Regions from separate parts of the Zea mays genome. Here region 2 is linked to region 1. The links are chromatin contacts, called in public Hi-C maps. All regions are on one chromosome and are shown on one strand. The core of a region is the stretch at or near the end of the contact, and the rest is flanking DNA. Distances in the headings are between cores, read along the strand shown.

Region 1 (4,684 bases), core at 1,010-3,509:
GAGACGCAGTCATGACTCGCCCGAGGCCAATCCCGGCGGGAGACACATTCATGACTCGCCCGAGGCCAACCTCGGGCGGGAGACACATTCACGACTCGCTCAAGGCCAATATTAGGAGTACATGGAGTTGTTTTATGATATTGATAATGTTTGCCACACAGATTTTGCATATTATAGTGATGTTGTCGTTCTGTATCTATGTTTCATACAAATTTTTTACTCCCGTCGTAACGCACGGGCATACCTAGATTATAATTAATCTCGTATAAATATTGGACGACCACTATCCATGATATCAAAATACCGGTGATGTTATCGACACGTTGTAGCTATAATCATCACTGTAGCTACCGTATTTATTGTCTTCCACTATCAGCCACGTCATCAGCATACCTACTGCAAAAACTAAGCAGCTGAATATGTCCAAAGTATTTTAGAACATTTTGTGCCAAACTAGCCCTTAGGACATCTCTCGTAGATCCTCTATCACATCCCTATCTTATTCTCGATTTCAAACTTCATTATGCAAACAGTGTTAAAGTATCATCTACAATGTCATGTGTCCTATTTTACACGATCCACCAAAGATAGCCTTCGGGCAAGTTTGTAACTGTGTAACTATCCAGGTCTGTGAATCAAGGGTCCACAAACCGGTCGCCTAATTCGGCTAACCGGTCGACTAACCGGTTATCGGCGCCGGTCGGTAAGGCCAATACCCCAGTTTTGGATTTTGAATTTGAAAAATATAAATTTTGAAAACTTTTGATGCCAATTTTTTATAAATACTATGGATTATTTGAAGACTTTTTGCTAAAACAAAATTTCAAAATACGCAACGGATTTCAAACTAAAAATCATGGAAGTTTCGGAAAAATACAAAAAAAGAAAAACAATATATCGGCTAGTATTACCGATTAGCCGCTCACCAAAGCTGATAAATCGATGTATATGACTGATTAGCCGGCAACCGAGTAGGAGCTAGGGTTTAGGGGATTTTTTTCTCCTTTTCATCATAAATCTTTTCAAATTATCACTTTTACATGCAATATGGGCTAATAATACTTACAATAATAGATCACTAGAATATTAGGCGCCCTTCGGGTGCCCTAGATATTCATAGTTTTATTTGTGAATATTAAACAGTAATACTAAGACCTAATAAAACATTGGTTCTTAAATTCATTGTCATCAACCTAACTGCTAAAACCAAATTTCAAAATATGAATGGCAGGACCCTGAGTACTACTAAATGTTGGTGGAGTCGTGGAGTACGACTTTTACGTTGACCAGTCAGACTTGGAAAGATTACATCACATAATCAGTGGAATGCACACCCGTGGGAATGGTCCTCACCGGATGGTGTACTGTATCTTAGATGGTATTTATGAACTATGAAACAGTGACATGTAATATATTTGAACCATGGAACAGTGTCATACAATGTATTTTGAACCGCTAAATGTTGTTATTAGACTTGTGATAACATTTAGACCGATCTAAATATGATTTATTTGCTAAAAAACAAGAGGTTTGATTTCTCGCGCACTGCTACCAATTTATCAAATTGGTGACCGATAAATCGGTCTTATCGGCCGATTAATCGATTTTGAGTCGTTTGAATTCAAAAACTATGAAAAAATGTTATTTGAACTGCTAAATGTTGTTATTGGATTTGTGATAATGTTCAGGGTCATCTTTTGTTTAAATTATGGGATCTCAATATGCTTTATTTGTAAAAATATATATGGCTCGGATTATATTTCTATGTCGCCGGTTTATCAGACCAGAATATGATATTCCGATTAATCGGATTTATCGGGTTTTCGAATTAAAAAACTGAGCGGTTTCGATTTTGTCCGGTCGCGATAAACTGGTTATCGATGGGCGCCGGGTTTTAGCTCTTTAAGGTCTTGTTCAGTTAATCCTGTTACCTATGGATTAGATAAGGTTAGAAAAAATTAACAAGAATTTTGACTTGTTTGAAATTTGAACCCATCAAATTTTATTCAATCCAGATGGATTGAGAGCTAACCAAAAAAGTCCTAACCGTTTTGGTGAAGCTGCTGTGAATTGCGTACCAGTAGGAGTATCTGTAAGTCCCTGTGTGAACTGCAAATATTTCCGGAAGGGTAGGGTTGCGTGCAGAAGATACCAAGTTCGCATTTCCTTCTTGTTCTTGGTCTTATCGGCTGACACGGAGGTAGGTGGGTGGATGCCGGTCCATTTGTGATTCTGTGTGCGCCGCCAGCCCAAAAACCAGCGGCTGACCCACGAATCTCCGGCGGCCCACGGGAAACGCCTGACGCGCCTTGGCGGCTTGGCCTGTCCAAGCAACAAGTGCGCGAGCGAAACGTGTGTTCCTGTTCTAGCGCGTGTAGGACAGCTGGACAGTGAAAAGTTTATTACTCCCTCAACAATCATAAGAACTAGTCTTTGTCTCTTAACTTTAAAACCGGACATAGCCCTTCCCTTATCTTTAATAACGACACATGTGACCAACTGCTTCGTTTATATGTTTGTTTCAGCCAAATCAGTAAATATAAGATATGATATGTTTCAGTACAAAGTTTTTGTTATATTTTTAGATCTATGTTTTTTCCTATAATTAATTCACAACTGTAGTTTCCATGGTCCAATTGGGATGATATATTTTTTGCAGGATAATCATTGTATTCTTAAGTTATAGTAAAAAGATCATATTTATTGGATCTTGTATTATTAAGTCATAGATTTTTTTTCTATATTTATACTTGTTAAATAGTTAGAAGTTTGTAAAGGTAGAAAATATGTGTTCTATGTGCAATGTTCTCTATAACAATATGGTCATGTTCAGTGTTCATAATTTGTACAATAGTAGCATTACATACAGAACATATATGTTCTATGTTTACATGTGTACGGTTTAAAACTATTTAACAAGCATAAATATAGATAAATCTATAACTCAGTAATACATGTTGGAATGTGTTTAAAATTTAGATTATCAAAAAAGTATCACAATTGGATAGAAATTGTAGCTATAAATTAATTATAGAAAACATAGAACTAATGCTAGAACTATTTTTTTATTGTAACATACTGTATCATATATTCATATGTTCTGTGTATAGATTTTAATAATGTTAGATTTTTATTTTGTATTTATCTATGATTTACTATTATTTTTAAATATGTAGGTAAAATAAACTTAGAAGAAGAAAAAAAAGAAAAACCATTGAACCAAACAGTTATAAGGTCATGTGTCCAATTTTGACCGATACAATAGAAGCTGTGAATTGAGAGGTGAAATGGAGCTTTCTTTTATGACCTGTCCAAAAAAATCCTGATATGATCAGACTCGATTAATCGGACAAATGTGTATGTATTATAGTTTTGACCCGCAATAATCTACGGATTAGATACAGAACGTGATTTTTAACCCAAAACTTGATCCAACCCAAAAAACACTCCCAAACGATGACCCGTTTCCGGAAAAGTCTAGACGCATGTTGTGGTTGAAATGTCTCTCTACTTGGAGTCTTGGACCGCCCGGCGACCGTGGGTTGTCTTCTCCTGAAGATGGGGGAAACGCATGTATTTTCTGTTCTAGGAAAAGCAAGGAACAATGGCACGGATATGAATGTCCAATTCAGTGTGGTAAAATCTTCCAAAAAGCTTATATAGTACTATGTCTCATTTTATCGTTCGTTTGAGCTTGTTCTTTTTTTATCCATATTTAAATAAATAACAATAAATCTAAACACATACGTAATACACAAACATTAAATATTATATAAATCTATTAACACTCTAAAATGAATATTATTTTAGAATGGATGTAGTAGGTAATATCAAATATTATATGAATCTACTATCGAATACTATTTTAGGATAGACTATTTTAGGATAGAGGTAGTAGGAAAAATGACAAGCCCAGTTACAAAGCTCCAACGAAACAGCGAAGAGCGAACGGCTAAGATGCATCGACCAACACTTTACAGCGCGTTTGTAACACCCACTTTGTAAATTACTAGAAATAATACCAATAGAGAAACATTTTCTCTTTATGTGAGTTTTGATCTTCATGCATCATCCTATGTGAACACCATGTCCAAGAACAATTAATAAAAAGACGTGCTACTAAATTCATGCATCATGTTGAATATTTTATTTTTGTGTGCATTTTGTAACAAGAAAATATTAAAGACCAAAAAGGGAAAATTAAATCCTAAAAGAAATTCTTGAATCTAGAAAAGAGAAGGAATATGAAAACATGAATACTATATTTGAATAAATATTCTCAAACCTAATACTTTTAATTGCACAAATATGGTTTGAAAATGAACTAGTCACAAGTTTGAATTTAAATTAGTATTTAAATTTGAATTTGTGAAAGAATGGAGAAAGGAGAAAATAAAAGAAAAAGGAAAAGGAATACTATACCTGAATGGGCTGGCTGCCACCAATCTGGCCCATTACCACACTCACCACCGCAGCCCAACTAACCTACCGGCGCCGACACCTGGGGCCCGGCTGTCTGTCGCTGGGCTCTCGCGCGCGCTCGGACTTCTCTGCCACTGCGTTCGCGGGCCCACGTGCAGGCTCTTCCTCCGCGCTCGTCTTCCCTTCCCTTCCTTTTCCCTGGCTCGTGGGACCCACGGGTCAGAAGTGTCGTGCTCGCGGAAATGGCGGACTGCGCCAACAA
Region 2 (5,079 bases), core at 54-2,553, 70 kb before region 1:
AGAATAATACATGAATCATTTTATGTGTTGTAAATGGATGAATTTTATGTGATTTATATGAGAAAATAAAAATACATCTAGTTTTGGCTGCTAAAATTAATTAATTTTCGTCAGCCAAATAGGTAGTCGACGAAAATTAGCTTTGGCCACTCTGGTTTGTATGGGCCTCTCGCCGACGAAAGTTAACGCGATTCGTTTTTGTTCATACTTACGGATGAACGTCTTTCGCTGGTATCTCTACTCTCTAGTAATAAGAAACGTGCCAAGAACCAAGTAGTTCCCACGGCTGACGAAGATTCAAGGCCGATAAAGAAAAGTGCATGAGTCCATTCGCAGAAATCACACTACAAATCATTGCAAAATTAGCTGGCATCACCAACAAATCTATGCACAGTGGAATGGCACTCCGAAACGGTCGAGGATCTGTGACCGTGGGAGCCGATGGATCTTGTCAGAAGGAAGAGAATCGGGTGGAAGCAAAGACCCGCCTCGCCTTCTCAAGATCCTGGTCGCTATGCATCCTCCCCATCACCGGCGCCACCCTGAAGCCATTGGGCGGCGCGGCGACGGCGTCCCCTGCCACGTCTATGCGCACCTCCGGCTGGGCCCCGCCCTCGGCTGGCGCGGTAGCGCTCGGCGGCACGACGACGTCGGCGCGGCAGAGCGGGCATGTGGCGTTCCCACGGAACCAGGCGTCGATGCACTCGACGTGGAAGCGGTGGCCGCACCGCGGCAGCGCGCGGGCCTTCTCCCCCGACTCGAGCTCCGCGAGGCAGACCGCGCAGTCCCCTGCCCCCGCGCCTGCTTCGATCGACACTACTGGTATCGCGGCGAGAACTGCGTAGTCGAGGCCGCGGGGGGAAGGCGCCCCCGCGCCGTCGCCGTCGCCGTCGCGGCGGTCCTCGTCGCCACCGGCGATGGCCAAGCTCCGGAGCAGCCGCGGCTGGCCGGCGCCGAGGCGCCGGCGCCGGGTGCTGCTGTAGAGGTGCAGCGCGACGAGCGCCAGGAGCACGCCCGCGAACGCCCCCGCCGCGGCGAGGAGTATCTTGCCAGCGACGGCGTAGTTCGCCGGGTCGGACGCCTGCGGTGGGTCGGGGTCGGGGGCGTGCGGCTTGGGGAACGGAAACGCGTGCCCGGGACCCTCGTCGCACGAGATCGTCACCTCGTTCGCCTTGGGGCGCGTGCCATTGCCGTCGCCGGCGCCCATTTCTGATGGTCGAGCGCTCACCGGGCTGAGGAGTGGTTTCGGGGAAGATTTGGGTGTCCGCAGCCGCAGCGTTGCGATTTCCGTGAGCGCAGTTACTTATACGTGATTCCAGGACTGAAATACCCCTGTACGTCGGGAAAGTGGGATGGAGATGGAAGGGCAGCCTTGGGGTTCTACCACTGGCTGGACGTCTGGGGCACGCTGTAGAACGGAGAGGCAGCACCACAGAAGTCCATGTCCGTTCTCCGGTCCCGGGCTGACTGGCTGACCGCCCGTATGCCGTAGGAGGACAGACGAACGGCCGTGATGCGTCAGCCAAGCGGTTCCAGGCGCATGGTCAAGAGTAGAGTTGACTATTGCCGTCAACCAACCTGGTGTTACTGCGCGCTCGTCTCCTCTGCTCCTCACAATGGAAGTCGCTGTCTTTAGCTACCCCCCACTGGAACATCGAAGTCGTCGCTTGCCGCGACTTGGACCTCGGCAAAATTGGGCCAGACGGCGACATGCAGCGCGGGGCCGTGGATGCGTGGTCGGCCCGACCAGCGAAGCTTCGCTCAAGCGAGGCGCCCGTTGTCGCGACGCCAGCCACGGCGTTCGTTAAGTGTGACCTGTGGGCTGGCTGTCGGCTCCGGCCTCCGGGCTTCATATTCTAACCGAAGCAGAAGCATATGAGTGTTGAACTAAGAACAGATATTTAGGGGCAGGGCATTTTAAAAACAAAACAATTTTATTTAGCGATTTTAAAACTACTGGTACCAAACGTGCATGTGTGCTGAACGAGACATACAGTTTATTGTGTGGTTATTGAATTCACTAGAGCCGGTTATAATTGACAGTTCATTGATATTGGTCAAGATGAAACTATGAATCAAGTGTGAATAAAGGACAAGAAGAGATCAAATTGCAAAGAGACAAGATATAATGGGTGTAATATGTTCTCAATATCAGCTTGCTTGTATACGATAAACGGTTCGAAAATGACTTGGCATGGTTATTTATATGTCAAATGCGTGAATCAAAGGGAATCGTAATGATGATCGAGTACATGATCATATGGATGGTATTCATAACCAAGAAAAGCTAAAGTTGATCAAGGTCATAGTACCTCAAGCGAAAGGCACTGTAGAAGCTTGATTGATCTCAAACGTGAAATAAAAGAAAATATTCAAGAAGAATCATGTTATTGAAGAAATGACATTAAACAAATGCTTAATATTCACATGAGACAAGGATTGACTTGAGGATGACTAGATAAGGCGAAGGTAGCAAGTAAATGGTTTCTTGAGGGACTATACAAAGGTGGAGAGCAAGCAACAACTTAACTACCAATGGACTGTAACACCCTAAATCCAGTAAATGAAAACAACCTTATTTGAATTACTAATTTTCAATAGAAAGGATAAATATTTACGTTTTCAAATAATGAATATGGTAATAGAAACAAATTACACATTTTTTGTATGAATCGAATTTATCAAGTGTTTTAATGTATTCATGTCGAGGCATATATTTCGGTTGATTTGGTTTGCAAATTCAATTTGTGAGAAAAGCCTTATTTTCAAAAATAATAAAGAATTGTTAAAATAATACTTTTTTAAAAAAAGTATGCATTGATTTTTTTAATATAATTGTGAGATTGTTCTGTTTTTGAATATATCTCTACTACTTATTAAGTAAGCAATAATAGTCTGCCTCCCCTCGTTCTGTCGTTCTGCCTCTCATCTATCTGGACCGTCCGTTTCTATTGTCTATGTCATCCAACCGCACGCGCCCCTTCCCTGTCCACGCAAGATCCAGCCGTGCCCGCCCCCTCCCCCTCCCCACCCCGCACCAACCGCCCGCCTCATCTGCACCGCCCCTCCACGGACTCCCAGTCGAAACCCTAGCTCTGCTTGCGGCGGGCGGTAGCGACTGCGCGCGACGTGGAGGAGGCACCCCCACCCGCCCGCCCGTCCGCCCCCCGTCATCCTCCTCCCGCGGATCCACGGTGCACGGTGCAGGATCCACTCTTCTCGTCCCCTCCGCCCGCCCGTCGTCGCCCTCCTCCATGGATCCACTGCGCTCGGCGCAGGAGCTCTTCGCGTGCGTCGCCCTCCTCCATGGATCCACTGCGCTCGACGCAGGAGCTCTTCACGCGCGCACCTCACCTTTCCTTCTCCTGTTGTTGGGGACGGTGCGTCCGCACGCGCGGTGGTTCTCCACGGACCCGTGGACGTCGACGCGCACCTGGACGATCCCTGGAAGCACAGGGGGAATACGGCGAGGTGCACAATGGTGAACCAGATCACCGGGAGCAGGAGAGTGGGTGCTAGGGATGGAGATGGCCACCATCACCGTCGACATGGAAACTAGAGTTGTCCCTCCACTAGCCGCATGGATCCTCTCTACCTTTAGTTCCTCACCTCTTCTCTCTCTTTGCAGGTCTACGAGGTAGTACCATCGACGAGGCTTCTCCATCCCCTCCGGCGAGCTCCCCTTCCAAAAAAAGTGGTGAGGTATGCCTGCCCTCATTCCTATCATTTTCGTGGCTTTGTTCAGGGATCATCGTCAGTCACATGCTTTTGATGGATCAAAAGCGACCGCATAGATAGCACAGAGTGGCATATCCTCCCTTGGGGCGATTTTCAGAATTGTCTTGATATTTTAGGAACCATTTTTCTTTTGCATTTGATGATGCATTTATTGATTTCAGTTCAGAACTCTATTTGTACTTATGTTTGCATAGGCTACCATGCTCTAATTTCACACGAGATTTTGAGATACTTCTTGGCACTTGTATTTTTTGTCATTGAAGCCCATATGCTCTGTTGCTATGCCATAATGGACTGCTTGGATGATGCCGACCTTCCAGCTATTAATTTATATTTATCTATAAAAACAGAAACATACTTGTGACAGTCTTGTCAGTAGAAGTATCTGCAGGTTTATTGTCCTTTTCCGATGGATGTTTCAGCTCATATATACCAAAAAGATTTCCCATGGTTAAAAAACAATAGCAGATTAAAGTTGTTCTCATGTATGGATGTGTGATTGGTTGCTCTTTTTCTTTCCATAGTTAGATGATATGGTGAATCGAGGATAAGTGACCCAAACTTAGACATATTATGTGTTCTATACTTTCTTATCGTGAATAGAGGACAAGTGACCCAAACTTTAGAGATATAATGTGTTATGTACTTCCTTATCATGTATGTGTGTGTATTGTGGTGTTGTTGTAGCCTTAACAAGGGGTTATACTTTGATAATGTGTAGTAGTTAATGTCATATCTTTGATTTATGTTCTCCAGGTCATCAAAAACCACATCTTTAAGTTCCTTGCCATGAAATTCCTAATTAATCGAGCCCTAAAAACCGCACGGACACTTGACTTATTTTTTTGGATCGTCATTTTTTTATTTTGCTTGTGAGGCTTGTTCTACAAATGTTTATTATACTATACTCTATTGGTTCAGATCTGAACATTTTGTAAACTTATACTTGAAAAACTAAAAAGAAATAAATTTGTGCTTTCATTGATGTAGTGGTAGGTACATGAATGGAAGAACACAAGACGATCACTATCAAGATCTTAAAGGTCTCGATCCCATTGTAATGGTGAAGCGATTTTATAAAAACTAAATGTTAAATTATTTTTTTGTAACCTACTTGGCATGTGAAATATAAAGACACTTAGTCTGAGATACTTCACTGTAGATTTTTTTTCCAGATTTTCAGTTATACTATCAATTCTGAACACATACAACTTAACACTACTATTTTCTCTTAATTTTGAAAATATTTAAACTAACAAAACAAACTAAGATCATTTCACTAACTGTAGGTGCTCATTTGTTATGTTGTTTTGGTACATTCGATATGACTGTTGGACCACT

The links. Hi-C and Micro-C count contacts between places; a contact is called where the count stands out from the background.
Region 2: a Hi-C map of bundle sheath shows a contact between it and region 1, with 3 times the contacts expected there. The contact joins the promoter of LOC103635071 here to the enhancer-like site in region 1. A contact is called at or near these places in 2 of 25 Hi-C or Micro-C datasets (bundle sheath and leaf mesophyll).

What each region holds. Positions count from the first base shown.
Region 1 is chr8:36,536,081-36,540,764 of Zm-B73-REFERENCE-NAM-5.0, reverse strand. No RefSeq gene overlaps it. Among protein-coding and RNA genes, the nearest start is that of LOC542184, 14 kb to the right of the region's middle. Within about 2 kb of position 2,259, at least 17 of the 20 cell types and tissues checked have an H3K27ac peak or open chromatin away from gene starts, as enhancers often do. A contact at or near this core is called in bundle sheath and leaf mesophyll, where this site is marked.
Region 2 is chr8:36,604,451-36,609,529 of Zm-B73-REFERENCE-NAM-5.0, reverse strand. It overlaps LOC103635071 (E3 ubiquitin-protein ligase EL5), which reads right to left and starts at 1,303. Exons shown (of 1, transcript XM_008657626.4): 1 at 308-1,303. The coding sequence starts at 1,207. The coding sequence ends at 452.